Linked DNA regions of Gossypium hirsutum: regions 2 and 3 are each linked to region 1. The links are chromatin contacts, called in public Hi-C maps. All regions are on one chromosome and are shown on one strand. The core of a region is the stretch at or near the end of the contact, and the rest is flanking DNA. Distances in the headings are between cores, read along the strand shown.

The links. Hi-C and Micro-C count contacts between places; a contact is called where the count stands out from the background.
Region 2: a contact with region 1 is called in a Hi-C map of leaf, with 1.8 times the contacts expected there. The contact joins two enhancer-like sites. A contact is called at or near these places in 2 of 34 Hi-C or Micro-C datasets (hypocotyl and leaf).
Region 3: a contact with region 1 is called in a Hi-C map of leaf, with 2.6 times the contacts expected there. The contact joins the promoter of LOC107945475 here to the enhancer-like site in region 1. A contact is called at or near these places in 4 of 34 Hi-C or Micro-C datasets (hypocotyl, leaf and petal).

What each region holds. Positions count from the first base shown.
Region 1 is chrD12:32,230,519-32,235,258 of Gossypium_hirsutum_v2.1, reverse strand. No RefSeq gene overlaps it. Among protein-coding and RNA genes, the nearest start is that of LOC107945744, 21 kb to the right of the region's middle. Within about 2 kb of position 1,883, at least 2 of the 9 cell types and tissues checked have an H3K27ac peak or open chromatin away from gene starts, as enhancers often do. A contact at or near this core is called in leaf, where this site is marked.
Region 2 is chrD12:32,688,852-32,693,591 of Gossypium_hirsutum_v2.1, reverse strand. It overlaps LOC107945473 (polyamine oxidase 2), which reads left to right. Exons shown (of 10, transcript XM_016879494.2): 9 at 86-515; 10 at 769-1,473. The coding sequence ends at 1,077. Among protein-coding and RNA genes, the nearest start is that of LOC107945473, 5.7 kb to the left of the region's middle. Within about 2 kb of position 2,086, at least 3 of the 9 cell types and tissues checked have an H3K27ac peak or open chromatin away from gene starts, as enhancers often do. A contact at or near this core is called in leaf, where this site is marked.
Region 3 is chrD12:32,654,678-32,659,417 of Gossypium_hirsutum_v2.1, reverse strand. LOC107945475 (F-box/LRR-repeat MAX2 homolog A) reads right to left here and starts at 2,708. Exons shown (of 1, transcript XM_016879495.2): 1 at 1-2,708. The coding sequence starts at 2,482. The coding sequence ends at 374.

The DNA.
Region 1 (4,740 bases), core at 634-3,133:
ATGAATCTAAAATGGCATATAAAGATGACAAATGCTAGGAACATTCACTAAAGGCATCAAATTCATTAATAAGAAAAAAAAAGGTAAAACGAAATTTATTAGGAGCACTAATAACCATATTGGATGCTTTGGTACATGGATTTGTTTTTCTTACGTAGGTTGAGGATCGACTTAGGAATACTACTTTCAAAATTTGCATCATATTCACGTTCAAGCTAATGTAATTGCTACATTTTGAACCATTTTGACTGTGTACTTAAGTTGCTTAGTCAACATGTACTTAGGTTTGTTGCAAGGTACCATATGATGTAACTATTTAGTTGGCATATTTATAACAATATGGTATGTTTTGAGATGAACTATTTCAAATCTTAATATGTTATCCTAGCCAATGGTTGTGATGAAGAGTAAATCTACATTTGGTTGAATTGGGGTGTGAATGGTTATAGGCATGTAATTGTTGTGGCAATTGTAACACTCTAACCTGGACCAATAATGATATCTAATTAAACTATGTGACATGATCACATTTCACAAATGATCATGTCAATCTTATTTTTAATACTATTCATTTAATTCACTTATGATATATCGATAAGAATTTATTTTATCAACAATTTATTTCTTTATGATTATCTAAATAAACACTATTCACATATTGCTCATTTATACTCAAGCTCATTTATAGTTTTCAATGTAATCAAAATCTTAAGTAATTGAAAATAGCATTTCAAAAAAAATCAAATGGATAATGAGCATATGTGCTACAATGGTCTCAACATTTCAAGATTACTATCCAATGATCTTACCTTGTTGGATATACAATATCTTCATTACCACGGTGGTTCGCTCAATTCTATTTTAGAGAATATGATAGCCTTAAATGATAATGATACTTGAGATTTAGTAAATCTGATTACAAGAAAGAAAGCAATATCTTGTAAATAGGTGCTTATGGTTAAAGTAAATCCAAATGGATCAATAATTCATTTTAAAGACATCTTGTTTCTAAAGAGCATGATCAAACTTATGGTGCTTTTTACATAATGAACTTCAGGTGGAAGTTTATATAAAGTAACTACATGCATTTGTTGCTTAGGAAAAGTTTGTTGCCTAGGCAGATCGTATATGGTTAGAAACAATGTACTCACACTTGGTTAGGTAGGTTTAGTGAGACAAATCAAGAATGAGTCAAAGAATAGTAATTGCGATCATTTAGTGTTCTATAAATAGTTTGAGGTTGGTATAATATTGCTAGTTGTGTTATCATTAATTGGAAGTGATATTGCAAGCATTTGATCTTCAAAATATTTTCTTCACATCAATTTTAATCAGTCGGGGTTGCTAAAGTATTTGTTGGGTGTTGAAGTGACACAAACTAATAAAAGAATCTTTTTGTCTTAAAAAATATGTTCTTAATTTATTGACACAAAAGAAATTAGGAGCCACGCCATGTAGTGCACCAATACCAAGTGAAAAGTTGATGGTAAACCTTTTGAAGACCTGGAGTAGCTATAAAAAAAATAAGTGGAAAGTGAAATCATCTTACAAGAGCTCACTCATATATGCTCACCCTATTGATGTTTTAAGTTGGTCCATATTGTTTCCAACAATTAAATTATTAGGCAACTTTCGAATAAATTTGTGTTATTTAAAGAGAGATCTAAGACAGTCTATTCTATGGCAATCATGGCCACACCAATAATGTTTTTTCCGATGTTGATTATGCATTGTTCGAAATTGATAAACTAATAAGAATCATGGAATAGACAAAGTTGCTTGAGTTCAAATGGATAACTTTGGGCCAATAACTCGTACTATGGCTAAACAAATGCAATATGAAATTACATTATACTTGCAAAAATTTTTAGCCCAATTAGAGAAGCTTAAAGGAGATGAATCCAAGCCCACTGAAGTCAAGCCCAAGTTCATTTCATTTCTAGTTTGCAAGTGTATGGAAGTTTTCTAAGTGACCTTTGAATTTATTTAATAATGTGCTTTCATTAAATAAATTAGAATGCATGAATTAGGAAGTTAGTGCATGCACGAATGTACATTACTTGCAGATATTTAGTTAATTAGCTATCAATTCTCTAATTATGCATGTATGTAGGATTAAATAGATGTATTTGATCATTAATGTTTTCATAATAATGAAACATGATGTTGAATGTTCTAAATTTCAAATTTTAATTATTGCAATTCTTTCCACTCTTATCTCAGTAAGTTTCCTTGTTTAGTAGTGAGTAATCCTGATTCTTATTGCTATTTTTTTTTTAAATTCTCTTATCACTTTACCTTTTTTTTTTCTTTTTCTTTTCCTTTTTATTTTTATTTTTTGTTCTTTAAGAGTATGAAGAATCAACCTATTTGTTCTTGTTTGTGGCAAATTTTCTGTATCGACCAAGGCTACTAGGATTTCCTATTTGTTTCGAGATGCAGTTGTCTTGAAGCATTTTCTTCCGATGATTTATTAATCTGTGCAGATTGTGTTTTTGTTGGAGGGAACCTAATTTCATGGAGAAAAAAAACGTGTCTTGATCTAGTGTAAAATTAAATACAATGATATGACAATATCAATATGTGAGATAGTATGAATATACCAAGTACTGAGCCTTAACTTGGTTATGGGTGAAATTACAACTGTGATATCAGGCTCCCTTTCATATAGACTTCAATCTTATGTTTCATGAACAATATTACATATGTTCTTGTGTGTTATAAATTGGCAAAACTAGTTTTCATTTCATCTGAAAAAAATTCAATAAAAGTTTATGTCTACAAGATATGTCAAAATTGAAGATCAATTAGAGATATTTTCATAAAAACTCTAAACAAACTAATTATTACTGTAACAAGGTGAGCATGATTGACATCTGTACTCCCTGAGGACAAATATAATTTGACATATTTGTAGGATTAACTTTAGGGGTTTTTCTTTACTTTCTTTCCATTTCCTATCTTCTGCAACATGAATAAATACAATACAAGCAATTCTTCCTCACTTCTATGATTTACATTTACAAAACAAAACAAAATCCTCCTTTCGTCACTCTTGGCTTCCTAAATTTTAAGTATGTTTTCCCCTCTAAATCTTCATTCCCTTCAAACTTTAAGCCCCAGCTTATCATAAAACTACAGAACCCAACTCATGAATCTCCAGTAATTCACATTTTTGTTTACTGGACTTGGCATAATTTTTTATTCAGTTCCCTAATCTTTAATTTTATCAAATTAAATCATTGGAACTTTTATTATTAATAAATTAAACCATCTATGCTAATTTTACATCTCATCAAGTTAATAATTAAAAAAATAAACTAAGCATGCATACGAAGTTTAATTTTTTTCGACAGATTTTTTCTTTCTAGCATTGACCTTACAATGACAATATGAAAAAGAAGTACCTAGAATGCTAACTAGACGAACTATTGTTACGCGATTTGAACTTTAGTCTAGTAAATCATGCGGTCTTAGGTAATTTTTGACTTCGAATTCACAGAAGTCAACCTAACTCCCAAAAAGTGAAAATTCAAATAAAATTTCACTAAGGCACTGAAATAAAAACGAAAGTAACTCGAAAAGGCAAAATGACTTGAATCAAACAAAAATGCCACAAGATAATAATAACACACCAAATGTTCAAGTAAATACTGTCAAAATATTCTTTAACTCAAGAATAAAGTAAAGGGATGAAATTATTACAAATGAGGAGAAAACCCTCTGGTTGAACTCCCTCAAATCCAACTACATCGATGACTAAGATCAGTGCCTATTTACAAAATGAGAATCATAAGGGATTTAAACTTTATACAATCTTATCTTACATTAATGATAACTTTAATTTTAATAGAGTGTTTCATTTCATTGAGCCACCAAAGCTTCAAATAAATAGACTATCCAATATGTTTCACGAATTGGGCCAATTCAAGTGAATTGAACAAACCCAATCGATTAGTTGACCTCCATGGCATGATTTATTGCATTCGTCATGACACTATATCAACCTTTCCGTTAAAATTACTTAACAAAGTTATTTAATTTATTATTATTAATAATGCAACTTTAATGATAACATAAACCAAGAGTAGATTTTAAACTTTAATAACCCAAAATATAAATGACTAACCCCTCTCTCTCTCTCTCTCTCTCTCTCTCTCTCTCTCTCTCTCTCTCTCATATATATATATATTCCTAATCAAAGTTAAGGTCATTATTTTGTTTAGGGAAACTTTATAAAACAATCACGTTAAGAGTTAGTAAAGCTCTTGAAATCAGGAACAAAGTAAAAAATTTAGTTCAGAGGGACCAGATAAAATTCTAAAATTTTGAGGGAGGCGAAGCTAAATATTTTATTTTAAAAGGACGCTTAGATTATATAATTAATTTTTAAGAGGGGCCAACATTACAATTTTTTAATTTATTTGAATGATTCAAGGAGTTAAAATCAATGATTAATATTTGACCAGGACTACTAATAATATTTTCCCATTTGACCAAGGCCCAAGGTCCAACCTGCTCCTTGGCTTTATCTTTGCTTAGAATTCAGTAATTCCAATTGGCTATTGGGGAACTTAGAGAAACAAAGCCGAATTAGTTACTCGGTCAAATGGGGATTCCACAAGCCAAATAACAGCATTATAGTACCGATAGCCTCGGAATAGAATAGTAATTCTAGTAAATCAAACATGCTGTTAAGGTAACACCAAAGAGAGAGAAAAATTAGGTGAAAAAAAAATA
Region 2 (4,740 bases), core at 837-3,336, 460 kb before region 1:
ACTTGAATAGTTCACCGGCTTGTATGTCCTTTAGCGTGGATGAATTTATCAGTAATGTCCATCGTTGAAATGCCTTTGTCCTTAGGGTTACAAACATAGTGAGGCGTTACACTGGAGTGAAGGTTACTGTGGAAGATGGTACTACATTTGCGGCGGATGCTGTTATCGTTGCTGTTCCTCTAGGCGTACTAAAAGCCAAGAATATCAAGTTCGAACCAAGGCTTCCTGAATGGAAGGAAGCAGCAATTGATGAACTTGGAGTGGGAATTGAGAATAAAATTATATTGCACTTTGACAAGGTGTTTTGGCCTAATGTGGAGTTTTTGGGAGTTGTTGCTGACACATCTTATCATTGCAGCTACTTTCTAAACCTTCATAAGGCGACAGGTCATTCTGTCCTCGTTTATATGCCTGCTGGGCAGCTGGCCAGAGACATTGAGAAAATGTCTGATGAAGCTGCTGTGGAGTTTGCTTTTATGCAACTCAAGAAGATCCTTCCAGAGGCATGTGCCCCGGTGAGTCAAATTTTCGAAGCTATAATTGTGTTCTAAATTTGTTGGGTGCTTCTGATTAATTGTGTTTTAAATTAGTCTGTTGCTTCGATCTTGCATGTATACAAAATGGAATCATTATTCAATGTCTAAATTCAATTATGATATTGTCAGATTACAAATTTGTGTATACTCATCTGTTTGCCAATTGATCATTCAGATTCTGTAGGATTCTGATCATACTAACTAAATTATAATGTCGATCTTGAACCCACAGATTCAGTATCTTGTTTCTCGATGGGGCACAGATGTGAACACACTAGGCTCCTATAGCTATGATGCAGTAGGCATGTCCCATGATCTGTATGAGAGGCTAAGAGTGCCAGTGGATAACATATTCTTTGCGGGGGAGGCAACCAGTATGAGCTATCCAGGGTCCATTCATGGTGCATTTTCAACTGGGCAGATGGCTGCTGAGGACTGTAGGATGCGTGTACTGGAGCGATATGGAGAGTTGAACTTGCTCCAACCAGTTATGGGTGAGGAAGCAGGGTTGTGTGTCCCGCTTTTAATAACGCGTTTGTAAACAACCTACCTGTCTAGGCATGCACCCGGTTCCAAAGTATGTATTTGTAGATATGTTGGGGTGTGATTTGAGTGACACATTGATCCCAATTTCAAGGGCTACTTGCATTGGTTTGATGTGTTGTATATGGTCACTTTTAAGCATAGTTATACTGAATTGAGATCCGGACAAGAATAACTTGTATGGTGATCTTAATGTGTTGGGGTGGTGAAGTATTTAATTAAGAATAGTATGGTTGAGATTGTGCAGGCATGGGGGCATGCCAATGTTAAAGTGAAGTATGTTTTGGATATGAAAGGTGCAAGTTGCGTCATCCACTACATGAGTGGGAAGGACACCGATAAAATGGTGATATAATTTTATTAGGAAAATAAACAGTCGCTTTTTTTGTTCTAATTCTCCTGCTTTTTCATTTTATTTTTTATTTTATGGGGTAGAAATCTTAGATGCAGCATTCACATTCTCGTTTATAAAGTGTAGGAACATGTTTATTGTTTTTTTTTTTTGAAATTTTAAAGTGTTCGTCGTGATATAATGTAGATGAGTATGAATTAGATTTTTTTTAAAAGATTAAACATGTATTTTAAGTAACATATTATTTAGTCGTCGTAAAATAAAGATTGGATAATATATATATGTGAGGGAGGAAATATTTTGATTCACTTCAATAAAGGTAGAAATAGTTTAAGAAAAAAGGTGGAGAAAAGCTTGAGAAGAAAGGATAAGATTCCATGATACTCAATTATTCATCCAACTCAAAGTGAAGCAATCAAAATTAAGTGCTAGTGTTCCCATAGAAGATTATGTTCCTCATCACCCAGTTTTGGAATTGTACATGAGTGGTCTTAAAATTACAACAATATATTACTCATGTAAGATTGATCTTCAATGTTTTGCAAAAAAAAATCTTTTCAAATAAAAACAATCAAGATAATAATCTTTTCATATCATACAGATATTGTAAACCAACGATGTTTTTGCCATCGGGTCTTACAAGACGTCGGTTTCGGATCGCTTTCATGACCTTTTCTATCACTATTATTGGGCTTTGGTGAAAGACAAACTATACACATGTGTAATGGGCTTTTTTGAAAGTGAGAGATTGCTTAGGGGAATCAACAAGACAAGTAGTTAAACCGGTTGATTAGTTTGTGCAACTTTAATTATAAAGCTATTGCAAAGATTATGCCTAATTGGATGGCGCATTTTTTCTTCAACATTGTATCACCTTTTTATTTTACCTTTATGTTAGGTGGTAGCAATACCCTTTTTGAGGAGTAGGGTTTGTCGCCCATTGCCTTGCACCAGGTCTAGTTAGGCGTCATGATGTATTGAGTATAATTATATGTATTATTTGGTCTTTAAATTAATTCATATAATTTATTCAATCCAAGTAACATCATTCCTATACCTAAAATATCATTTATTCAATTAATTAATTAATTTAATTATTTTATTAAATCAGTTTGTCAATCCAATTCTATTTTCATTAAAGTCAAGATGACTTTACCGTATTAGAATCTGTAAGTAAATAAATTTAATTACCTTGTAATTTGAAACTATGATGACGAATTAATTTAATTTCTATTTCGAACATCAATTATTTAATTGCAATTTAATTAAATAATAATTCAAAGAAGTTAAATTTAACCTCTAAGTCATCTTTTATGCATGACGAGAAAACACATTCACTATGGATAGACATGCGATCTATCACTCTTATTCATTGTTTTCATATATTCACATCGTCAAATCAAATGCAAACCATCAAGGATATACCGAGCTAGCATAGGAATTGACTAGGCATATGTATTTTCTCGTGCTACTTTATCTAGTGTTCATCCAACTTGTCATATGTGTGTTACCCTCATAGAACATCCTTAATCCCTTTGGGACAAAATCAGTTCTCCCAATATGATCCTATTTTAGACAAATAACCGTGACCACATTACTTTTCGATTACACAAGAGGGCCATGTTTTCCATCTATCATGTGCTAGTGACTAATCCAAAAAGTGCAAGGTTATAAGTTCCCGGCTGTAGTGCCTCATCCCTGACCTTTAAGGAGGATCCAAGAATGGTGCATTACAACTTTGAAGCCTTTCCTTACAATTACGAAATTGGCAGAATCTCAAGTTTACAAAAGAGCAAAAGGCGTTTGCTATAGCAGTAGTAAATAAAACTTTTAGACTTAAGGGCCCAAACACCTTTAAAACACAAAAGTTCATTGTAAAGATTTAAGGAGAGAACGAATTTGGCGGATACAATTTTAGTTACAAAATATTGTTTCTCAGATTTCAAGCCTTGATGCCACTTTCATGCATAATACAAAATCACTATAAGCCTTACACATAATATATCCTCTAGAGTAGTCTGTAAAGGTTCCTTTATTTCTTCAAGGGTCCTGAGAAGGGAAGATCAACGGAGTAAGTTCATAGAACTTAGTGAGTTCCAAAGCAACATCAGAATATCTGTGACCACATTACTTTTCGATTACACAAGAGGGCCATGTTTTTCATCTATCATGTGTTAGTGACTAATCCAAAAAGTGCAAGGTTACAAGTTTTCAGTTGTAGCGCCCCATCCCCGACCTTTAAGGAGGATCCAGGAGTGGTGTGTTACAACTTTGAAGCCTTTCCTTACTGTAACGAAATTGGCAAAATCTCAAGTTTACAAAAGAACAAAAGGTATTTGCTATAGTAGTAATAAATAAAACTTTTAAACTTTAGGGCCTAAACACCTTTAAAACACAAAAGTTCATTATGAAGATCTAAGGAAAGGACGCCATTTGGTGGATACAATTTTAGTTACAAAATATTGTTTATCATATTTCAAGCCTTGATGCTACTCTCATTTGTCATGCATAATACAAAATCACTATAAGCCTCACACACAATATATCCTCTGGCGTATTCCTTGAAGGTTCATTTTTTTCTTTAATGGTCTTGAGAAGGGAAGATAAACGAAGTAAGTTTATAAAACCTAGTGAGTTCCAAAGCAACACCAGAATATCTATACGTCACATAGATAGAGGGGCTCTTCCCAATTCAGTGGGACTTACAATTCACTCATTGGCGAAGACACCACGTAGACTAACTTCAAGTAGCTTGCCTGTTGGCGAATATTGAACTTGCACAAACTTTAATAGAGTAAGACTCACTTTGGCGCGTACACTATGCCCATGCATTCATGCAAACAACCTTCTTCATGCTAGCCAAAACCCTAGTTCCTATTTCATTGAGTGTAACGTTCATTCTTTTTTTTCTCTATTACGTTTTGCCAATCTAGTTTACATTACACTTCCCTTACCAGAGACTACATAACATCGTTCATGTATTGCAATCTACCAGTTCATTACTCTTTGCAATGAAGGCAACACCGTGAATTCACTTCTTTTGTTCTGACCATATGGTTTCTTTTTTATAGTAAAGTGGGAAATGACTCAGCACGAAGTAAGACCCTTTTTATTTCTTACTCAGACATGCAAAGCCAAACCTTTCACCAGTTAGGTAAACTTACCTTGAACCAGGTTATGTACAACACACACAAGTTATGAAGGAACCCACCAGAAGATACATAAGAGACTGAACAGTAGATCCCTTGCCGTTGTCTCAAGAGCTTTTGAGAGTTTCTTGAGCTATAACATAAATAGTTAACTTATCAG
Region 3 (4,740 bases), core at 1,459-3,958, 420 kb before region 1:
GTCGGCTTGTAAAGTAGTTTAACTGTAATAATCTTTCCATCATTATAAAAACAAGTTGAAAACAAACGTAAATAAATCTCCTTTTTGGGAACTTTCAATGGCAAATCCTCTTATAATATATTTTCATTCCCTGCTGATCCATGAGACAAGAATGAAAAGCCTCAAACATGTAAAATGAACGCAACACGTCTCCGGAAAAATTAGGCTGAAGTTGGGGAGGGAATTGCATGTATATAAAGAAACGCAGACCTTGGATGAACTTTTACAGTTTCTTTTCTAGAAAAGGGAAAAAAGAAAATTTCGTACTTGAAACCCCTCCTGTTCTTCCCGTGTATAATCTAATCAGGGCTAGGCTCCACACCAGTAAATCATTTCAATCGAGGATGTGTCGCCTATTTAGAGCAGCTTCAAAGCGACTACATGAGCCTGCTCTCATTTCAGTACTCATATCATTCTCTGGTGCCGGATAGTAGTCCTCTCTCAGCTGTACGTCTCTGAGGTTAGGTATTTTAAGAAGGAACATCATGAAGTGTTCATGAGCCGTCCCATGGATAAATAACTTCCTAAGCTCAAGACATTCGGCCAGCAATCCAGCAGCAGGGAGTGAGAGACTCCTGTGGTTGACATCCCTGTCTTGTGGAGGCCAATAATCTAGTTCACTTAGCCTCAATTCCCCAATGCCATTAAGGAAAAACCTTTCCCACAAACTCAAATCCATTTGGCCTGACGGTGCTGTGAGTGCATAACCTATGGTTTCACTACAATCTAATTGCATCTTCGAAAGCCGAGGGTAGAGTGCAAGAGAGCTCAATCCAAATGCACGTTCAGATGGTTTGGAACGTCCCCTGCAGTCCCCTTCCACCTTTATTCGAATCTCCTCCAAATTAGGGCAGTTCAGAAGACCCGCCGCTGCCAATGGTGTAAGGAGTTCACTAACACCAATCCAAAGTGAAAGGTATTGCAACCTATCCCATTTCTTGCACCAAAATCCGTTGTTTTCCAGAATGTAACCATCACTCACGTCAGAGGAGTATTTGCATTTCTTCCTTCTCATTTCATGATCATACTCACTCCCCATTAAGCTAAATAAACTGGATGGTTCCTCCACTTGGTTGTGCCAAAAACTAAGACCAACCGGCTCGGAATTCCCAATCTCCTCCCATCCGTTCCAGACACAGTCAATATGCAGCCATTGAATCCGATCACGGATTGGCTCCACAGATCTCAATGAAGCTGCAGCATCAAGATTCTTGCAACAAGAAATCTTGACTTTGACCAAAGTATTTCTTAGCAAGCAAGCCATTGTCCTAAGACCCTTCTCCGTAATCCTTTTGCATCCTTGAACTTCAAACCTGGACAGCTTAGAGCACCCTCTCCCAATTGCAATCAATCCCATATCCGTCAAATCCCCACAATTCTTAATAGACAACTCTTCCAGACCCGAACACAAGGCAATCCCATCAAGCTGAGATTCATTCGCCAGACATATCCCATGAAACTGCCCCAACTTGAGCACTCTCAAATCCTTGCATTTAGAATTCAACATTTCCAATGCCATGGAAGTATCCCTGACGTTCCTTCCAACATCAAGCACAAGCTCTTGAAGCAGCGGCAAGCCAGAGAAGAATTCCACCAGCGTCCCTTTGGTAACCATAGCATCCTCCGAAGTAAATCCCTCATTATCCGGATCACCTCGAACGTCAGTCAGTGAGGACGTATCAGCCAAATGCAAAAGCGTCAATTTAGGACAATTATTAGCCACAGCTAACAAGGTCTCATCTCCGACGAACCCAATGTACCTAGGATCAAAGTTACAAGCCACCAAGAAGTTCTTCAAGTTAGGACAAGCCGTGGTGATTTCCTTAATTTCCTGAGACTTAAACCCTTCAGCAAACGACGTCGTTAGCAAATTCAAGTGGACTAACGAGGCCGATACCTTGGGGCAAGCTTGAAGAACCGGGGGCAGATCTTCAGTCCAATAATAAAAAGTGGACAAATCAAGCCAATTCAGATTCTCGCACTGCTCCAACAAACAAACAAAGTCTTCACCGATTGGCCACGAAGCCAGCCGTTGATGCCACCTAACCAACTTCACACGCTTCAACCCAGGCCATTGTTGAACCAAAATCTTGATCGTCAACGGCGATCTAGCGTAGACCGTCAAGGACGTGACCGCAGGGAACGCTACGCGGAGGCGATGGGCCAAAAGCTGAGGATCAGTATCAGACAACGGAGAAGAAAGAAGCGGGTGGCCCCATGGGGAGAGGAAGGAGAGGTCCAAGTCAGAGACGGATCTGAAACAGGTCGGGATCATGAAAAGGTCCCTTGCGTTACCGCGGAGAGTGAGAGAGACGCGCGTCGCCCTATCAAGAAGCATAAACTTACGGCTGACAAGGGAAAGAGAGTTCCGGGTTCGGGTATCTGAAATAGAAGCAAAGATGTTCGATAGAATAACGTCGGGGATATCGTTAATGGTGGCCATTTGGTGTTAGGGTGAGTAATGTTTGGGTGGGTGAGTTTGATTTGATTCAAGTTATAGATTGAATTTGAGAGATAAGCCAGATTTTGACGAAGAAATTTGGTTTGAATGAAGTGAGTGAGAGAGAAGGTTGGTTTCTGGTTAAAGCTTTAAAGTTTGGATAAATACTAAAATGGCATTTGGGACTGGAGATGGGGATGGGATGTGGATAACAGTACACTAAATGAAAGTACTGGTGAGAGAGTTTTGTCTTGTCGCTGATTGGGAAGGCCACGTTGTCTAAGACTAGACCCAAATCCATCCTGGCACTGCATTGGGCGTTGGTTTGACATTGCTGTCTTTTTTTTTTTTGGTTAAATTACTAGGGAAATACTTTTTCAGTGGATCTAAAATTTTTGTTGAAATTAATTAGTCAATTTAATAATTATTTTCACCTTAAAACTTGAAATTAACAATTACTTTTATATTAATGTCTAAATTCTTTAACAAATTTAATTTTAAATTTGATAATTATTTTCAAATTTAAATTTGAATATTAAGATTTTTAATAAAATATCAAAAATTAACTTAGATAAAACAAGATTCAAATTTCGTCAAATTTAAAATTTAATTTTGATAAAAGAAATCAAACCTCAATTAAAAACGATTATCATCCAAAACGTGTATTAACACCAGCTTGTCATATTTTTCCCATGTCTCTACGGAGACAAGGTAAAAACTTTCCTAAATTTAATTTCCTTGGACAATGCCACGTGCTTGTGGAACCCACATCCAAGATTTTACCCCTACTCTTTTTCTTCTACTCAGCTCCTATTTCCTTTTTATCTTTTTCTAGTTTTGCTGGATTTCTAATTAAAACAATAAAAAAAAGGTTGGAATTCTTTTTGTCTGTACGTACATGTAAGTTTACCATTTCATTAAACTTAAATGCCTTTTATGAATTGCAACAACTTGGAATTTTGTAGTTATTAATGCGAATAAAACAGGACGGAAGGGATGATGTTAAATCAACTACTATTTTATAATTAATACGCTTTGTTGTATTATTCGTCCTGCTATATTATAGATGTATAATTTTAAATCACTTTATTTAGTATGATTGAATTGAAATCTATAAAATAGTTTGAGTTTTATCATCTCTAATTATAAAATATTAAAAAAATAAAGAGTCATAACTAAATTTGAAATAAAAATTAAAAGGAAGAATGATATGTATTTCATTAAAATTTTAACGCAATGTGACATGTTTTAATCATGAGTTAACTATAAACTAATAAAAACAAAAAGCAAGTTATGGAGATTTCTTCTTTGTTGACTTTTCTGGAAGACAAAGCTACCAAGAAAGTTCGTATGCATTGTAATGATGCGAGGGAAGACAACCATCTTATGGTAGTGGATGGGGATGGAAACCGCAATTGATTTCACTAGATATTATATCAGAGTCTGTCTCCCATGGTCGTGGTCCACTTATTGGGCAAGAAAATAGGGTTTCAAACTCTCTCGAATAAGATCTATCATCTATGAAAGCCATCAACTTCGGTCAAAATTATGGATTTAAAGAATGATTATTTCATGATAAAATTCTAAGAGGAATCAAACTATATCCGAGCTCTAATAGAAGGACCTTGGATTGTTTTTGGACAGTATTTAACGATCCAACCCTGGTCAGAATCTTTCTCAACTAGCCAACCATACCCGTCTAACGTAGTTGCTTAGATACGACTTTCGGGTCTCCTTTGCTTTTTGTACTAGAAGAGTATTTTAATGAGTATTGGGTAGACGATTGGGCATGTCATTAAACTTGATAATAACATGGGTAATGCTCTATTGGGAAATGTGCCCATATTGTAGTAAACATGTAACTGTTTTCTATTTATTTGAACGATGAATAAATAAAGTTAGTTTCACATTCCACTATTATGTATTTTGTATTTCTGTTTTTTATATTTTGCATGCATAGTGAAATTGTGACAAACAAATATTAGCTCATTAATTGTCTAAATTGAAACTGAAGATAAGTGGCATTGTAAGAATGTTTACATTGCGAGAAAGACAACTTACTTCATTAGATAATCTAAATAAGTCTGTAATCTCGTAAAAGAATCAAAGTGAACATTTGATTCAAATACTGAAAAGGATTATTATGTCATCTACAATTCCAATTGGGGAGATGACTAGTCTTGGCTATCGGAGCAGTTGACTCCACGAGTAGAGACATAGATGTATTCATTGGTAGAATGATACATTGGGCTGGACCCAAG